2 separate regions of the Oryctolagus cuniculus genome follow, and region 1 is linked to region 2. The links are chromatin contacts, called in public Hi-C maps. All regions are on one chromosome and are shown on one strand. The core of a region is the stretch at or near the end of the contact, and the rest is flanking DNA. Distances in the headings are between cores, read along the strand shown. Region 1 holds the start of NDUFC1 (NADH:ubiquinone oxidoreductase subunit C1). Region 2 has its middle 24 kb from the start of MGST2.

Evidence for each region. A called contact is a pair of places that touch in the nucleus more often than the background predicts.
Region 1: a contact with region 2 is called in a Hi-C map of psoas muscle, with 6 times the contacts expected there. The contact joins the promoter of NDUFC1 here to the enhancer-like site in region 2. A contact is called at or near these places in 2 of 6 Hi-C or Micro-C datasets (ear pinna and psoas muscle).

What each region holds. Positions count from the first base shown.
Region 1 is chr8:25,438,614-25,441,313 of mOryCun1.1, forward strand. NDUFC1 (NADH:ubiquinone oxidoreductase subunit C1) reads left to right here and starts at 1,279. Exons shown (of 6, transcript XM_070047579.1): 1 at 1,279-1,718. NAA15 (N-alpha-acetyltransferase 15, NatA auxiliary subunit) reads right to left here and starts at 1,220. Exons shown (of 20, transcript XM_008267430.4): 1 at 844-1,220. The coding sequence starts at 897.
Region 2 is chr8:25,131,396-25,134,095 of mOryCun1.1, forward strand. No RefSeq gene overlaps it. Among named protein-coding and RNA genes, the nearest start is that of MGST2, 24 kb to the left of the region's middle. Within about 2 kb of position 1,261, at least 2 of the 8 cell types and tissues checked have an H3K27ac peak or open chromatin away from gene starts, as enhancers often do. A contact at or near this core is called in ear pinna, where this site is marked.

The DNA.
Region 1 (2,700 bases), core at 29-2,528, 310 kb after region 2:
TATGTGTTAATATACTTTGGAGAATAAGAAAAGTCGGTGTCTAGAAAGCCTCAAGTTAAGACTCTCAACTTTCCACTTCCTACTGGACCGCCCCCTCGAAACGGGACCCACCTCCCAAGGAGGGTGATGGGGTGGGGCTGTTTCCCGCTCGGAAACCAAGAAATAAATGCCCCTTCCCTACTCCAGAAAAGAGGGAACACGAGAGGCCGGGGAGCTGCACGCTCAAATATGCAACTAACCCCAAAGAGCTAGTCGTTTGGAAGGCTCCCTTGCCTTCGCATCACCTCCCTCCCTCCCTCCTCCCAGATCATTCAGCGACCGCGGACCGGGCGGGGACAGGTGAATGGAGAGGACGAGGGAGGGAGAGACGGACGGACGGACGGACGGACGATGGAGGGATAACCGCGCTCAGGCAATGAATGAGCCGCGCTGCATCCGCGCCACCTGTTCCTTCCAAGGGTGCCACCCCAGCCTGCCAGCAGGATTCCCGCACCACCCGGGCCGCGACTCCTGCCCGTGCTGCCCGCTGCCCTGCTGAAGGCCGGGCCTCTCTTCCCTTTGCTCGGGGAGGCTGAAAACCGACAGTCTAGAAGCCGGGAAGTTGAGGCCTAGTCCGGAACCAGGGCCTCCGCAACGTGGGGGTCGGAGCGGGAAGCCTGTGGCCCCAGGCTCGCGGGCCGAAGTGGGAACCCCACAGAGGGGGCAAAGAAGTGCATTCGGCCCAACTCCGAAGGCGGGGTCTCAGGCGGAGGTGGCTCGGTGCCAGCCGGGCCGAGGTTAGGAGTGACAGGCCCGGTTACCGGCTAAATCCAAGCCAGTGCTTGCCCCGAGACTCGCACTTACCAAGATTCTCTTGAACAGCGCGTTCTCCTTGGGCGGGAGGCTCACGGCCGGCATCGTTCCGGCTCCTCCCGCTGCTCCCGCCACCACCCGGCTGGGTCAGTCTGTTTGTCCGACCGCCGCCGCTGCCGTTCCCTGGCCGCTTCAGCCTTGAATACCCCGATCCGTGGCCACCACCAGACCTTGGGTGTTGCCGCGTCGCCCTACCCGGACACCCCTTTCTCCTCGTTGTCTTTTCTCCTTTCCCACTTAGCGCTGCCGCCGCCTCCCCCCGCAACGGGTCTCCGTCGGCGGTTCACGTGGTAACTGAACAGACCGACAGAGGCAGCCAAAATGGCGGACGCGGAGGGCTTTCCCACCCGGGTCACACCTCCTAGCACGCAGGCGCGATGACCTTCTTTCCCCACCTCCTCTGTCCTGGAGCGTGCCGGGAAACCTGGAGGCCGGCCGGCCGGCGGCGGCCCTGAGGGTCCGAACTGGCCCCGCCCATGCTTAGAGCGCGAGGTGCTTCGGAGGCGCCCTGGGAGCGACCCGGGGAGCAGCCGACTCCGTTTCCGACCGCCTCCTCCTCGAGATAGCTATTCTGCTCTTTGCTGCTAGATTGGCTTTCATTCATTGTGTGGACTCGGTCAGACTGTGTGATCACAGTTTGAGCCTAACGTGCCAGAGGCAGGTGTAGATGTTCGAGTTGATCATGGACGGAAGTGCCTAATTAAGGAGCAGAGGCGAGAGAGGATAAAGGAAAACGTCTTCCCCTCCCTGGGAACTTGTAAACAGATCTGAAGGGGAAGGAGTGTGAAAGGTTGGCCAATGAAATGGGCTTGGCTGCCCGGGGTATCGGTGATTTAGTGAATATTGCTTAAGAGGAACCTGGAAAGGTTGGTATCCAGATCCGAAGTGCTTTGTTGGCACTACCAAAGAAACATCTGAAGGTTGAGTTGTTTGCGTTCATTGCGTTGTTTTGACCATACCATGCGGGCTTATCAGACTTGTACTAAGAGTCACCCTGGTGTAGGGGAGAGTTCAGGGTCACTGGCTCCCCTGTAGCTCCCTTGAAGCGCAAGCCTAGCCTAATACTGTGACATGGTGATCTCCCGGTCACCAGAAATCCTCAAATCTTAGCTACCAGACAAGGATGTTGAGTAACTACTCCAGAGGGGGCAAAACGGCGCTAGAGACTGAGCAGGGCCCCTTTCACATATGTCATTCCGTTCCCTAGCCAACAAGTACAACTCTTTCAAGGTGGCACTCCGTTAATTATTTAAAAAGTTCCCAGTCATATGAGTCACTTTACACTTGGTTTTTTATGAACTCTCTACAGATGCTGAATTTGATCTGTAGCATTCTTTTGCATCATATATCACTAAACAATATGTGCAGTGGGTTTGCTCTTTTGAGTATATTGATAGGTATTTTTACAATTTCCAAGTTACTCTTTGACCCTCCCTGGAAGGTATGAGTTGAATAAGATGGTTCCCAGTGGAAAAATCTGAGACCAGAACTTGGCTTTTCAGAGCAGGCATTGTGGCACAGGTGGTTAAGCCACTGCTTGAGATACCCAACCCTACAGGAAAGTGCTGGCTGGAGTCCCAGTGACTCCGTGCGACACATCTAGCATTGTGGTAGGGCCCCTGTGAGGCAGTGGATGAAAGTTCAGGTGCTTGGGTCCCTGCACCCACATGGGAGACCCTAATGGAGTTCCTGGCTTCAGCCTGGCCCAGCCACAGTTGTTGCTGGCATTTGGGGAGTGAACCAGAGATGGAAGATCTCTCCCTCTCTTTCTAGCTGCCTGTCAAATAAAATAAATAGATCTTTTTTAGAAAAGATACAGGTTTTCTACCTGTATCTTAATTGCCTTCT
Region 2 (2,700 bases), core at 11-2,510:
TTCAGAAGGTGAGAAAGTAGGGGGTAGGCCTGGGGGGGAAGGCGGGGGAGGGGAAGTGGAGCGAGAGTGCCTCAGCACCCCCTTCTGTCCTGGTCTCCAGCTGTGGGCCTCCTCTAGGAAGGTGCAAGGGGAGCGGCTGTTTGCATGGTGCCCTCCCCCCCCCCCCCACCAAGTCCCAAGTGAAGAAGATACATCCCAGGAAGGGAGCGGATGGACTGACAAGTAGGCGGGCAGTGTTACCTGCTGGCCTTCTAGGTACTTTCCAGGTACTTTCTATGTACCCAGCTATCTACCTGCCTTATCCCATATCAGTTACACACACACACACACACACACACACACACAGCCATGTGTTCAGTGATGTTCTTCTCTGGTTAATTTGGTCTGTGATTAAATTAGTGTCCATCAATGTTACTGCAATTGCTAACCTTATGAAAAGATAATTTTTTTTGAAAGGCAGAGAGGCAGAGAGAGAGAGAGAGAGAGAGGTCTTCCATCTGATGGTTCACTCCTCAAATGGCTGGAGCTGAGTCAATCTGAAGCCAGGAGCCAGGAGCTTCTTCTAGGTCTCCCACGTGGGTGCAGGGACCCAAGCGCTTGGGCCATCCTCTGCTGCTTTCCCAGGCCATAGCAGAGAGCTGGATCAGAAGTGGAGCAGCCAGGACTTGAACCAGCATTCATATGGGATGCTGGAACTGCAGGCTGTGGCTTTAGGGACTACAACACAGATCCAGCACCAAGCACTGCTATTTTGTCTCCAACTTAGACACATTTTTATGGGTTCTTTTAACCAAGGAAAAAAAAGAAGCTTTGAGGCATTTCATGCATTCTTTTACTTACACGTGACACATTTTGGGAGTACTCAGGCCTCTCTTGAGAACGGAGAAGCCCAGAAGCTGGGGAAACACACAAATGATACAAGACAAAATGACAATGGGCCTTTTCATCACTTTTTAAATGATCAAATCTCAACATCTTGTACACCTGATGGGCTGCCGCAGACTTTGGCATCCAGATGGCACCTGTTGTTCTGGGCAGGAGGCAGGTGAACCCAGCAGAGGTGCAGCAGGAGTACGCAGTGACAGGATCCAGCCACTAGGGGCAGCACAGCCCCACAGCAGGGCAGCCAAGGCCCCAGGCTAGGCCTCTTGGCTGGGGTTCCTAGAACAGCTGTCTCCTTACCATTCTGAGAAAAAAGCCTCCTCCCACTCCAGGAAAGGAGGGGTCAGGTTATCCAAAAGGTCACTTGGCAGATGCCTGGCTGTCCCTTGGAAGAGCCGCTCACCGCATCTGTGCTGCGTGTGTCACAGTACCGCAGGGGTGGGGAGACAGCAGCCGTCCCAACAGGACTCCTCCTGTTCAAATCCAAGGGCAGCTCTGCAGGTGCAGGGGTGGAGCCTTCAAGTAAAGCCCAGTGCCCTGTCCTTCCCGGACAATTCATCTTGGCCAAATCCCGCAAGAGCAGGGCTGGGGATGTGGGTGGCAGTCCTGAGTGTGCCAGAGAAGATCTGGCTGAAGCTGGCTCAGGCAGCCTGGGCTTGTTATCTCCCCGCAGCTGCCGCTGTTCCCAGCTTCTCAGAAAACTCTGAGCTAATCCTACAGGAGCCAAGCCCAGGCGGCCCTTCCCCTCCCCCACAAGTCCGTCTGCTTTCCCAGGAAGGGATGGAAACCAGCGGCCCCTGAGTGGGGGGCCCCGCACCGGCAGGACCCCACCCTCCGCCTCCCTGTCCACGCTGCTGTACCCCACACCCACACCCTCTCCTCCAGGACCCCGAAGAAATCCTGTTCCAGGACAAGGTGTCTTTTGCCCCGCCAATACGCTGCTGTAGGACTCGCCGAGCACTGGGCTGAGATCACAAAGAGAAGCAGGAGAATCTCATGGGAGGGGGCAACGGTGCCCAGGGTCACCCTCTGCCTCCCCTCACCAAGACGGCCTTAAAGTCCCTTAAGCTTAGCTACCCCTCAGGCAGGATTCTTCCTGAGCTGCCTTTTTTTTTTTTTTTTTTTTTTTACAGGCAGAGTGGACAGTGAGAGAGAGAGACAGAGAGAAAGGTCTTCCTTTGCCGTTGGTTCACCCTCTAATGGCCACCACGGCTGGCGTGCTGCAGCCGGCGCACCGCGCTGATCCGATGGCAGGAGCCAGGTGCTTTTCCTGGTCTCCCATTGGGGTGCAGGGCCCAAGTACTTGGGCCATCCTCCACTGCACTCCCTGGCCACAGCAGAGAGCTGGCCTGGAAGAGGAGCAACCAGGACAGAATCCGGCGCCCCGACCGGGACTAGAACCCGGTGTGCTGGCGCCGCAAGGCGGAGGATTAGCCTAGTGAGCCGCGGCGCCGGCCCCCTGAGCTCCTTTTTCTTGGTCCCGAGAGCTCCGTCCCCATCTGGCCTGGGTGTCAAACGAAAATAACAACAAGGCTTCGGGGTGAAGGAAAAAGAACATGAATCTGTGGACAGATGAGAGGGTAGCAGACATCAGCGTCTCAAGGACTACCGCTCTGCTAGATGAGGGTCTTTGGGGGGCTATAGGAGCTGGGTTGTGGCACAGCAAAGCCACATGGGGCTGCCACCTGCATCCCATATGAGAGCCAGTTTCATTCCCAGCTGCTCCACTTCTGACCTGGCTTCCTGCTAATGCACCTGGGAAAGCAGAGGAAGATGGTCCACGTGCTTGCTTGGGTCCCTGCTGCCCATGTAAGAGAT